Regions from separate parts of the Delphinus delphis genome. Here region 1 is linked to region 2. Evidence: chromatin contacts called from public Hi-C data. All regions are on one chromosome and are shown on one strand. The core of a region is the stretch at or near the end of the contact, and the rest is flanking DNA. Distances in the headings are between cores, read along the strand shown. Region 1 holds the start of TSSC4 (tumor suppressing subtransferable candidate 4). Region 2 holds the start of CDKN1C (cyclin dependent kinase inhibitor 1C).

Region 1 (6,670 bases), core at 555-3,054, 410 kb after region 2:
TGGGCCGAGCGCTGGAGAAGGTTCTTGGTCGCAACGGCCCCCGCCAGGCACGGCTCTGCTCAGTGGCTCAGTGGCTGGCTGAGGGCAGGGAGGGAGAGGCAGCCCTCAGACCAGACGGCAGACATGCAGGAGTGGAGCCGCCACCCCGGGAGTGGGCCTGGGTTTACAGAGCCCCTGACACAGCCAGGCCCAGGAGCTGGTCCTTCTGACGTGTCACCTCATTCAATCCTCTCCAGCCAGTCTGACTAAAGCCACTAGGAGGCCTGCTGCAGGGGGGGCGGGGGCTTGAACCCAGGGCCGAGAGCGACCTCTGCTCTGCACGCCTTCTCTCAGCCAGGCACGCTGCGTGGCAGGCAGCGGGTACTCCACAAAGGCCGGGGCGCCTGCCTGCTCCGTGGGGAGGAGGTGTGCTCCTGACCGCCGTGAGATGCCCTGGAGCTCCAGACGAGTCTGCAGACACATCCTTGGCATCTGCGGGTCAAGCGCTCAGGAAGCCGGAGCGGCCTTGCTCCACAGAGGCCAGCCCCACAGCTCCTGGGGCATTTGTCCTATGCGCCTCCGCACACCCCTCACTTTCCCAGCTGAGCAGAGAAGTGCTGCCAGCACCTGGTTAGTGTTCCAGTGTCACCAGGCACCCTGAAGCTTGTTTCCAGGCTCAGAGGACAGCCCAGTCTCACCCTCCGCACAGACATCCGTCCACCAACTCCCTCTTCCCACCAAGCCTCCCTGGCCCAGGGTGACCCCTTGCTCGTGCACCCACCGAGGACCAGGCCAGGCAGACCTGCAGTGTCTCTGAGTGCCCGGCACCAGGTCAAACACAGGCAAGATCTCCATTCCTCTGGGCCTCGCGTGACTCTCAAAATGAAGGCACAACTCCAGGAAAGGGGACACGAAGTAAACGCCAATGGTGTCTGTTTTAGAGCTGGCAGGACCGGAGCGGGGAAGGAGTTGCCCGTCATACAATACGTTGCAGGCAAAGCTGGAGTTCAAACCGGACTCCGGCTTCCTAAATTTGCAACCCCGTCCCCTGGAATCGCGGGAACGCCCGTGGTGAGTGGGACACGCCGCGGGGAAACGGGGATCTCGCCCCAAGACAGGGAATGCGGGGCCTGCATCTCTGAGTTCTCTGAGAACTTCCCAAGCTCAGCGCAGGGCAGAACTGAGTACAGGCTGAGGGCCCGGGGGGCTCGGAAGCGGGGTTTTCTCAGGGCCGGAATCCGGGCAGGCCAGGTCCCAGAGAACACTGGCTTCTTTGCCGGTTGTCTCGCTCCCCTGGGAGGCGGACCCTTGACTTTCTCCACTCCACGCGCCCAGGGCCTCGGCCCGGGCCCAACAGGTTCTCCGTGTCGGGGGCTTAAGTTCTGGGGCCAACTCGGGTGGATGGGCCAAGGGTCCGGGCCTCACGAGGGCCTCCCTGCTCGGCGCAGCAGACTGCGGACAGCAGACTCCCGAAGCCCGACAGCCCACCAGCGCCGTCCTCCCCACCACAAACCTACCGGCTCACCGCGGCCTGGCTGCCTCCATCTTGCACCGCGCTCGGCCCTCTGGGAAACTGAGTCCTCTGCCGGCCGAGGGCCGCGGCTTCCGCGCCTGAAGAACTACATTTCCCACAAGTCACTGGGCCGCTACTCCCGAGGCCTATCGGGAGTGTGGCCTCTGCGCATTCGCTGTCTTCCCTCCCGGAAACGGCGCTCTCTCGCGAAGAGACCGGAATTGACTAAGGCCAGGAGGGAGGCTGGGAGGCCGAACTACGACTCCCAGGATGCCCGAGGGCTAACGGCCAGCGCCGCGTTCCCGGGGCCGCAGCCGCTTGCCGGAAACCGCGAGGACCGGAAGTGCATCGACGCGTGCGGCGCTGTTCCCGGGCACTTCCGGTCCTGGCCTAGAGCGGCCGGCCACGCCCTCGTGGGTCCCGGGAGCCGGGCAGCGGGGCGTGCCGACCTCCCAACTGCCGGGGCCCGCCGTGAGGCAGCCCTCCTGGGAGAGGCGGCTTTACCTATTCCTGCCGATGGTCGGTGGCCTGGCTGGTTATTTCTGCCCAGAAGCGCAGGGCAGATCCCAGTCTCCCCTGGACGGGCCGCACGTACCTCGGCCCGGAGCCCAGGCGGCCGGCGCCCTTTCCCTGCTGGCGCCTCGCCTGCTGGACGGCCAGAGCGCGCTCCCTCGCCCAGGGCTGCAGCCCTGGAATCCAGGGTTCAGGCCATGCTGCGGCCTAGTCCAGGGACCCAGAGAGGAAACGGGGCCCGTTCTGATCATCCCTAACGCCACCCCCATGCAGGGCCTCACCAGGAACGCGGAGTCCAGGCCACAGAAGGCAGCTAGTTCACACCGCAGCTAGCAGGGGTGACACCCAGGCCTCGGCCAGGATGTTCCCAGGGCTTCGCAGCACAGGGAGAAGTAAAAAGGAGCTGGTTCCTTGGGCCATCCAGTTTTCCCAACCCACCAGCACCCCCCTGGACTGTGGAAGGGCAGGCCCGCTGAGGCCCTGTGACCCCCAATGCAGGGCTGGGGTTAGTTTCCAAAATCAGCCCCCCAAGGAGGCCCCAGGGAGCCCTTGACGTATGAATCCCAGCCAGGGACTTGTCTCAAGAGGTCAAGTTAATGTACGTGCAGGGGGGTACCTGCATGCAGCTAATAGTGACATCACCCAGCATTCCCGCTGGGGGCAGCAGCCTACCCCAAGAGGTGGCTAGGCCTCAGTCCACGGTGGTGGGCCAGGTAGGCTCCCCCAGGTAGTGGCTGAGGCCTTGCCCTCCAGCCCCTGCAAGATGTGGGCACCCAGCCCCATGACGGGACGTCTGCAAGCAGCTAGGTCAGAGAAGAGCCCCTCAGACCTTGGGAGGGAGCAGTGTGTCCATCCTCCTGGGCTGGCCCTCAGGAGGGCGGGGAGTCTTGCAGGGGCCCCACATCCTGTATCACATTCTTGGGCTGCCTGCCTGCCCCGCACAGACCCTGCTGGGCAGTGGTGCACAAGGAATGGGGGTGGAGGCTGCTCCAGGTGGCACAAGGCCCAACAAAGGGGCACTCCCTCCACGGAGTCCTTCTGGGCGCCCCACAGACACCCACCAACAGGGTCGGCAGCACAGCCTGGGCCCAGCGAGGTCCAAAGAGCTGAGCACCGCCTGCGCCAGGCTCCTCGGGCTGCCCCTGGGTCTCAGACACCATGGGCACAGGAAGGGGCCGGACATCGTGGTAGCATGCCTGATTTTTCCTTCTTTATTGAATGACTTTCAGGATGTAATTACAATCGAAGGTGACGCGTTAGAAAGGAGAGGTGCGTTGAAGGCATAAGGCTGCTCGTGGACCCGGCTCTAGAGACAGGTGGCCGGAAAGGAACAAGGATTAAAAAAGGCTGAGCGTGTGCCACCCGTGGGGACAGGTGGGTAGGAGGGTGCAGCTTGGCCGGACGGCCCTTCGTGGCCCCGAGGAGAGGCCCGGCTGAGCAAGCAGAACCCCCGAGCAGCCCCAAAAGCAGAGGGGGCCCCTGCCCTGCAGTCCCCAAGGCCACTCACATGCCACCTACAGGTGACATCAGCCCCGAAAGCAACAGGGAACTTCAGGACAAGAACAAAACCTCAAAAGTGAAAAGGCTGATAAGTGTAGCAGTGATACCAGGAGGTTATATACACAGGTGGTGACGGCCCCTTCTCAGAAGTGTCCGGGTCGCTCAGCGGCCCTCCCTGCGGCCTCGGCCTCAGTACACCGAGCTGCTCCGGATGCCACAGCAAAGCACCATGCTCAGGATCATCTCGAAGATCTGGGAGAAGGGGGTGGGGGCGGGCAGGTGGGTCAGCGCCCGGAGACCCGTGGGGGGACCCTGGCAGATGCCCGGCCCGTCCCACTCACCATGATCACAGCCACCACGATGGCGGCGATGCCGATGAGGTACAGCTTCCCCGAGAAGAGCTCGTCGATCTTCCCGTGGCAGTCCTCCTGCGGGGGCGGCCAGACAGCGTTCAGAGGTGCCCGTCCTCAGCCCCCCGCGAGGCCGTGGCCCAGGGTCATTGCAGCAGGAGCACAGAGGGGCACAGCCCTGCCCCCCAGGACCCCTCGGCAGAGGCGTGAACAGGGCCTAGTCTCTGCCAGCTTTTACCTCAAACACGGAAATGGCGAGTGTGCCGTGTGCGCCCTCTTGCACTCAAGAGATTGGGAAGCACCACCACGACGGGGCTGACCTGGGAGGTCAGGGCGCCTCCATGCCAGGTTCAGAGGGCTCCCCCATCGGGAGCCTGGGCCGGAGACTCGCCTCCCCATGGGCCGGCCGGCAGCAAAAATTTGTCCTCGGCCCCCAGGCAGAGCAGCCCCAACTCCAGCCACAGCACTGCCCAGTATGGCCGTGTCCTTGCCCTTGCCAGCAGGAGCCCTGAGAGGGCCAGCCACCGCCCAGGACCCACCAGGGGTGGCAGCCAAATGGGGGAGCAGGCAGGCCCCGCCCCACCCTGGGAGTCCCCACCCATCACCACACACCTTTAGCAAGTTACTGATGACGTTGCCGCTCGAGGGACACAGGCTGTGCTTGAGCATAGAGGTGGTCAATGTGGTCAGCGCGTTGGAGCCACAGCAGTTAAGCTGCAGAGATGGAGGGCGCCCGGCGTCAGCCCTGGACACGTGGCCCACAGGCTACAGAGGCCCCGGGAGCTGCGCCGGCCAGGCGTGGGGGCGGGGAGCTGGGCGGGTCCCCTCCAGGGGGAGAACGGAGCCCAGGGGGCCCACTCCGCCCCTCCTCCCACTTAGCTGTGCTGCGCAGAGACCCCTGCACCCCATCTGCCTTGGCTCATCTAGTTCCCACCAGGGACCCCCAGGTCCCTCAGAATCTCCCCAGGTTCCAATGCCCCTCCCGCTCCAGGCTGAGGTCTCACTGAGAGGACAAAACCCCAGGCCCCTGGACGCCCTCCCCGGCCCCCACCTCTCCCCTGGTCCGCCAGCCCCTCTGGACACCCTCCCCGGCCCCTGCCTCTCCCCTGGTCCGCCGGCCCCTCTGGACACCCTCCCCGGCTCCTGCCTCTCCCCCGGTCCGCCGGCCCCTCTGGACACCCTCCCCGGCCCCTGCCTCTCCCCCAGTCCCCCGGCCCCTCTGGATGCCCTCCCCGGCCCCCGCCTCTCCCCCGGTCCGCCGGCCCCTCTGGACGCCCTCCCCACCTCCCCCCGGCCCCCCGTACCGTCTCGTGGAAGGTCTTCACCACAGCCTTCGCATTGTTGGCGTCGTCGTCCATTATGGCCTGCTGCAAGGCCTGGTCGTAGAACTGCTTCACGTCCTTGGCGATCTGGGGAGGGAGGCGGTCACAGCACAGCAGGACTGCCCCCTCGAGACGTGCCCTCACCTGGCTCTCCCGGAAGGTATCACTCCCAGGACAGACCTGCCTGCCACTGAGCCCTAGAGAAGGTGACCCTGCCTTCCACTCGGTCGCCATGCTGCCTCTTCCAGAAAGCCCTCTGTGGGCTTCCTACCGGGAAGAGCCCTCCCAAAGCACCCTGCAGTCCGACCCCTCCCCCGCAGCCCGAGCCCCTTCCCCCTCCCCACCAGCAGCCCCCCTGCCCCTCCCCACGGACGCTGCCTCACCTGGTCCTTGTTGACAAAACCCCAGATGCCAGCGGCCACTTCACAGGCGAAGAGGATCACCAGGCAGGTGAAGAACTGAAAAGGGGAGGGGATGGCGGAGAGGGCAGGTCAGAGCCGGCCAGAGAGGGCCTGGGCCTTCCTGAGGCCCCAGTGACCGGCCGGCATGCGCGAGGTGGCCGGTGGTATCCACCCACCCAGGACCCGACGGGATGAGAGGCGTGGGGCCGAGAAGCAGAATCTAGGACTCGGCCCGGCAGCGAGATGCCAATGTTCTCATCAACCCCGAGGGACCAGGCTCCACAGGATGGGGTGGGTGTGGGAGGGGAGGACATGGTTGGTTCTGGGCGGGTCGGAAAGGGCAGGGAGGCAAAGCCCACGGGAAGGGTGTCGCCGTGGTGTGCCTGGGCTCGCCCACCGGAGACACAGGCACAGCCTCCTGCAGCCCACGTCTCCCAGACGCCAGGCCCTGGGCAGCACAGCCAGGCCTCCACTTCCCTTCGGTGGGTGACATGCCTAGGGGCACCTGAGGCTGACTCTGGGACTGGGACTCACTCACTATTATATCTGTGGCTTTTTTTAAGGAAGAAAGAGAAAAAGCAACTTTGGAACTCAGTAGGAACTAGACGAAGAACTAGACGTAACGGCAGTCCACCTTGGAGGGATTTGAGATCCTCAAATTGGGGATTGGGGAAACCGGAGAGCTGGCATTCTGGGGGAGGTCCGCAGGGTCAGACTGGCCAGGGCGGGCACCAGGCTCCACGTCGGGGACTGAAGGCGTTCTGTCTCCACCGGAGCTCCCGGTTCTGCCCCCGGTTCTGCCCCCGGCCGGCCCCGCAGCCCTCACCCTCAGCCTGGCCCCAGCCCAGGGCCTTACCGTCCCCAGCAAGCACTGGGACTCCTGGATGGCTCCGTAGCAGCCCAGGAACCCGACAAACATCATCACGGCACCCACGGCAATGAGGATGTAGATGCCTGCAGGGGAGAGACGGCTGCCCTCAGCGCCCTGACACCCCAAAGAGGCAGGACAGATGCCCCCGGAAGCCCTCCTCCCCGGCTGCGTACACACACCCCACTGCCCAGGCCTTCGGAGGGGCCACGAGGCGCTGACGC
Region 2 (5,918 bases), core at 2,437-4,936:
AAAGGTTTGGTGAGCTCGTAGCTTTTACTCTGCTGCTCCTAGGCTGGATGAGGTGAGAGCTACAGAGATGCACCTGCAGGATACCAGCAGGGGGCCTGGCGCTTAGGACCCCCACCCCCCACCCCCCGCTGCAAATAGGCTCCCCGTTGCTGCACATGCAGGATTTGCGGGCGTAGGGTAGCCCCGCCCCTCCCTGGTTCTGCTGTCTGCACAAACATTGTTCCTTTCAAATGCTTCTTTCCTTTGGATACATTTTAAGTTACAAAAGCAGATCCTGGCTGTTGTACCTAGACACATATTTGCTTGTCCAGAGCCCCTTGGGGCGGAGGGCTGGGCCTCCTCTCAGTGCTGGCGGCTCCCAGCCCTCCCCACCATCCGTCCCTGGTGCAGGGAGGGACCCAACCTACTACTGGGAACAGCAGGTTCAGTAAGCCAGTGGGTACCATCCTGGATCGAATTCAAGGTCACAGACTCAGAAGGTCACCTCCCTGCCCTAATGAGGTGACTGAGCGAGGAGGTGTCCCCATGGCCCCTGGAGAAATATAACTAGGACACCAGGCAGCTGGGGGTGGCCCTGGCAGCTGACCCAGCCTCTGTGCCTCCAAGCCTCCAGCTCTCCGTTCCCTCCCCCGTAAAACAGGTGAGGCCCAGCAAGGGATCTGCGGAAACCATCCTGTGCAGGGCTCGGCTGGCTGAGGGCCCCACAGCTGCCACGCTATGTGACCCAACATGTATGGGACGCCCACTTCCAGTCCTTGGCGACGGGACTCCAAGTCACATGCTGTTGGGCTTGTCGCTGGGGGGGCCCCGGGACCCATCTGCCTGAACTCAGCTGGCACCCATGGGGGTGTCTCGTGTGCACCGAAGGCAGTCGGGATGGCCCTCCCAGGCCTGTCCTCGGGCCAGACCGTGCACGCGCAGGGCAGGGTCGCAAGAGGCCTGGTGCAGGGTCAGCTCCCATAGGTTATGAAGCGCGCACTAGGCCCCCTGCCCTTGGGGGCAGGGCACACAGGTGTTCATACCATGGGGCAGCCCTTGCCAGGGATGAGAGTGCTGGCTCCCCTGGGTGCCCAGAGCAGGGCTGGGAGTGCGGTGGCTTCAGTCTTGTCCGAAGGGAGATGGCCTGGAGGCTGAGCCTGGGCCGGGGGTTGGCTCCTTCCCCGGCCTGCCCTCCCAGATGGCTGAAGTCACGGCATCCTGACCTCTTGGGAAATCCTGGGGGCCATGTGGTTCCATGTTTGGTGGTCACTACCCACTGTGGCCCTGTGCATATGGCCTCTGGGGAGACTGGTGTGGCCGTGGCACTAGGGTGGGGCAAGGCCCTGCCTCCTAACTCCAGGCCAGGTGATATCAGCCCCACCCAAGGGGTCCACAGGGCCAGGGGAGCCTCTGTCATCTTATTTTCCCGAAGATAAAAAGTTGTACTGGACTTCCCTGGTGGCACAGTGGTTAAGAATCCGCCTGCCAGTGCAGGGGACACCGGTTCGAGCCCTGGTCCGGGAAGATCCCACATGCCGCGGAGCAACAAAGCCCGTGCACCACAACTGCTGAGCCTGTGCTCTAGAGCCCGCGAGCCACAGCTACTGAGCCTGTGTGCTACAACTACTGAAGCCCGTGCGCCTAGAGCCCGTGCTCCGCAACAAGAGAAGCCACTGCAACGAGAAGACGGCGCGCCACAACGAAGAATAGCCCTGCTCACCGCAACTAGAGAAAAGCCCGCGCAGCAACGAAGACCCAACGCAGCCAAAAATAAATAAATTAATTAAAAAAATTTGTACCAACTGTACTTGTGGAAAAGTTGGAATAGAATGCACAAAAAAGAGGAAAGAAATATAACACGAATCATCAACTTTGCATCCACTTTGGTCCTGCTGTCAAGAGCCGAGACTGGCAACGTGCCCTGTCCCTTAGCTGGGCTGATGGCTTCTTCTGCTGGCCTTCATCCCAAACCTTGCCTCCACAAGCCTCCTCCAGGACACGTCTGCATGCTAGCAAGGAGTCCCGTCCCTGAAGGGACCTGGAAACCACCTGACCCTGCGGGGGAGGCAGGCAGGTTGGGTTGGGTCGGCCCCAGCTCCTTTCTCACTGGGCTCGTGGGCTCACCCAGGACAGGGGCTGGGAGCTCAGGGCCCTGCTGGGCCCTCCAGCAGGAGCTTGGCCGTCCCCCTCCCCACCTGAGCTGCTGGAGGCATTTCCTAGGCCCCCAGCGCTGGGACAGGCTGGGCCAAGGACATAGCTGCAGAAAGTTACAGTCTCCTGTGGCCTGGCCCCGATGGGATGGCCACTGGGGAGAGCCAGGGGCCACACCAAGAAGCGGGGGAGCAGGGTCATAGGCCTTGCCGGGCAGGTCCTTCCCTTTCTGGGCTGGCTTCTTTTCTCCCTGACACTGTGGTAGGGCCCACTGGCTCGCATGCCCTGTCATTCATTCTTGGGTGTGTACTTTCCCAACCAACACGTTTCCTGGGCACAAATGAGGGGGTGCTAGCCTTCCAGGATGGAGACACAGAGGCGCAGCTCCTATAAGCAGCTGGACCAGGGCTGCCTGGGCGCCCTCGTGGCTGCTCTCTGCTGCCCCCCCCGCCCCCACCCCATCTGGCGGTTCCCTGTGTGACAAGGGATAAGCCTGGCCGGGAGGATCAGCGTGCACAGTCAGGGTCCCAGGCTGGGCAGGGCCAGCCCCACCCTAGTGGAGAAGCCCTCAGCGCCCTGTCCAATAGCCAGCCAGCCAACCCCCGGCCTGGCCAAGCCTGAAGTGGCCGAGCACCCAGTCAGTGACGTAGCTCAGGATGTCACAGGGCGCATAGCTCAGGATGGGCACGGCCAGTTTCCCATCCACCGCGCAGGACTTACGGCCCCAAGGGCTACAGTCTCCAGACCCTGGCTCCAGGCGACTGTGGGCCAGCTCTCAAGGTGTCTGCCACTTCGCCCTTGGAGAAAGAGCGGAGCAGAGCCTCCCTCCCCCGGCCCCCCAAACTCCTCTCCCCGCTCACTCGTGGGCCTTAGGTCTAGCAGGTGTGTTAGGGCTCCAGGTGCGCGGAACCCTGCCAGGCACACAAGCCTCGGGCGCAGCAGGCCGCGCGGGGGCAGCCGAAGACCCTATCTAGCTCCAGCCAGGGACGAGCTGGCCGCGGCGGGTTAAAGGCCCGTCAACTGGCGCGGGAGGCCCAAGGGCGAGCGCGGGCGGCGGGGCTGGGTGCCCCCGGGGGGGCGAGTCGGGCCAGGCCGAACGCCGGTCTTGCCGGGGGTCGTCGCCCGCCGCGCCCGGTAGGGCGCGCCAGCAGGGGTGGGGGGGGCGCCCGCGCCACCGCCGCCGAGCAGCCCCCGCCTGCAGACAAAGGAGCCGGCGGGGGGCGGGAGCGGGGGCGGGGGTGGGGGTGGGGTGGGGGTGGGGGGGGGGATGGGGCGAGGGGGCGGGGCGCCGCGGTGTCACGTTACCGCCCGCAGCGCCCTTTAACTCCGGCCCCGCCCCGCGCACCGCCCCCTCCCCCGCCGCTGCGCGCGCCCCGCGCCCCGCCAATCGGCCCTCGCGCCCCGCCCCGCCCTCGGGTGGGTGTGTGCGCAGGGCCAATGGGCGGCGGGCGGGGGCCGGACCGCCGGAGGGGCGGGGGCAGCGCGGCGCCGGCCAATCGCCGCGGTGTTGTTGAAACTGAAAATACTACATTATGCTAATAGCAGCGCGGCCCGTGCGCGGGGGGGTGGGACCCTCGCGTATAAAGGGGCGCGCGAGGACTGGGCGTTCCACAGGCCAAGTGCTCTGCGCTCGGTGGGTGCCAGCCAGGCCAGGGCTAGCCGAGCGAGCGAGGACAGGCACCCGAGGGGGCGCGGCCGCCGGCCGGACGACACAGCGAGCGAGACTCAGGAGCAGTCCACGGCCCGACAGCCAGGTAGCCGCCGCGCCGCCCTCCCAGCGCGTCCCTTTGCAAATGCAGACTCCGGCGCGCGGGGTCTCACTTGCGCCCGGCCTCCGCCCTCCTTTCCTCTCTTCCTCCTCCTCCTCCTCTCCTCTCCTCTCCCGCCGCCCGGCCCGCGCAGCCCCCGGAAAAGTCCGATGCGTATCTCCGCAGCGCGTCGGCAATGGAGCGCCTGGTCGCCCGCCGCACCTTTCCCCTGTTCGCGCGCACCAGCGCTTGCCGCAGCCTCTTCGGGCCCGTGGACCACGAGGAGCTCAGCCGCGAGCTGCAGATGCGCCTAGCCGAGCTGAGCGCCGAGGACCAGCGTCGCTGGGACTACAACTTCCAGCAGGACGTGCCACTGCGGGGCCCCGGGCGCCTGCAGTGGACCGAGGTGGACAGCGACTCCGTGCCCGCCTTCTACCGCGAGACGGTGCAGGTGGGGCGCTGTCGCCTGCTCCTGGCGCCTCGTCCCCGCCCGGACGGCGCGGGCGATAGCCCGCCCTCCGGGCCGCCGGCCGATGAGTCCCTCGACGGCCTCGGGGAGGCGCCGGCGTCGCCGTCCAGCGGCCCGTCCGTAGCGCCTGCCCCGGCCCCGGCCCCGGCGCCGCAGGAGAGCTCTGAGCCGGAGGCGGTCCCGCCGCCGCGCAGCCAGGAGCCCCTGGCCGAGCCGCCGCACTCAGGGATTTCGGGGCGCCCCGCGCCGGGCACTGCCGCCACTGCCACCAACACCAACGCCGCCGCCGCCACTGCCGCCGCCGCTGCCACCACTGCCGCCGCCGGAGGCGCCGCGATCAAGAAGCTGTCCGGGCCTCTCATCTCCGGTGAGTCCCGCGCGGCCCCGCCCCAGCCCGGCCCGGCCCTGCTTTGTCCGGCCGGCCGGGCTCCCAGGCCCTCGGGGGCCTCTCTTGGTCCCCGCCTCCTCCGTGGCGTTAAAGGGCCCGCAGCGCGCGGGGCGAGGCAGCGCCCGCACCCCGTCCCCGCCCTGTTGTTGTGCTCCGGAGAGGTTCGCGCGGGAGGGTTGGGAGGGCGCGCTCTGGCCCCCTCCGAGCGCGATCCTCGCCCGGGCCACTGGAGACCCTCTTCGGGCGCGGCCCGGCGCGGCGATCGCGGCGCGGAGGGGGTTAAGCGCGGCGGTAGCCCCGGGGGGCTTGGCCGCGGGACAAGGGGAAATGCTTACACAGCACATTGCGCGGCGACGTAAACAAAGCTGACCCGCCGCGGACCTCGGCGCGGGCGGGGACGGCGCCCCCCCACCGGCCGCCCAGCCGCCCGCGCCTCCTCCCGGCACCCTCTTGGGCTCCCCGGCCGGCCCCGCCCTGACCGGCCGCGCGCGCTGTGGCCCGCAGATTTCTTCGCCAAGCGCAAGAGACCCGCGCCCGAAGCCAAGGCGTCGAACGAGGTTCCCGCGGGATGCGCCGCGCCCGGCGCCGCTCCAGCCGTCGGCTCGGCTGAGCAAACCCCGCGCAAGCGGCTGCGATGAGAGGTGAGCGCGGCAGACGGGGCGGGCGGGGAGGGGCGTCCCGCGGGGTCCCGGCGGCCAGTCTGTCGCCGCTCGCTCACCGCACCTCTCTCCCGCAGCCTCGCGCCCAACGAGCCCCGAGGGAGCCCGCTGGGCAGCGGACAGGAGAGGAGCGCTGGGCCTCGGCTGGGACCGTCCATGTAGCAGCAACCGGCGGCAGCTGCCACGGAGCAGCGTTCGGTTTTGTGTTTAAAGTTTGAAAACTGTGCAATGTATTAATAACGTCTTTTATATCTAAATGTATTCTGCACGAGGAGTACACTGGTCCCAAGGTGTAAAGCTTTAAGAGTCATTTATATAAAATGTTTAATCTCTGCTGAAACTCAGTGCAAAAAAATGAAAAAAGAAAAAAAAAAGGAAAAAAGGAAAAAAACATGTATATTTGTACAAAAAGTTTTTAAAGTTATACTAACTTATATTTTCTATTTATGTCGAGGCGTGGGCCGCTCTGCCACGCGCTAGCTCGGTTATTGGTTATGCCAAAGGCACCTCACTCGCATCTGGTT

The links. Hi-C and Micro-C count contacts between places; a contact is called where the count stands out from the background.
Region 1: a contact with region 2 is called in a Hi-C map of lung, with 5 times the contacts expected there. The contact joins the promoter of TSSC4 here to the promoter of CDKN1C in region 2. A contact is called at or near these places in 2 of 3 Hi-C or Micro-C datasets (lung and muscle).

What each region holds. Positions count from the first base shown.
Region 1 is chr8:108,727,431-108,734,100 of mDelDel1.2, forward strand. TSSC4 (tumor suppressing subtransferable candidate 4) reads right to left here and starts at 1,805. Exons shown (of 3, transcript XM_060019501.1): 1 at 1,497-1,805; 2 at 1-78. It overlaps CD81 (CD81 molecule), which reads right to left. Exons shown (of 8, transcript XM_060019502.1): 3 at 6,435-6,532; 4 at 5,561-5,635; 5 at 5,160-5,264; 6 at 4,468-4,569; 7 at 3,847-3,933; 8 at 3,201-3,757. The coding sequence ends at 3,695.
Region 2 is chr8:108,311,011-108,316,928 of mDelDel1.2, forward strand. CDKN1C (cyclin dependent kinase inhibitor 1C) reads left to right here and starts at 3,687. Exons shown (of 4, transcript XM_060017567.1): 1 at 3,687-3,884; 2 at 4,065-4,714; 3 at 5,240-5,376; 4 at 5,472-5,918. The coding sequence starts at 4,075. The coding sequence ends at 5,373.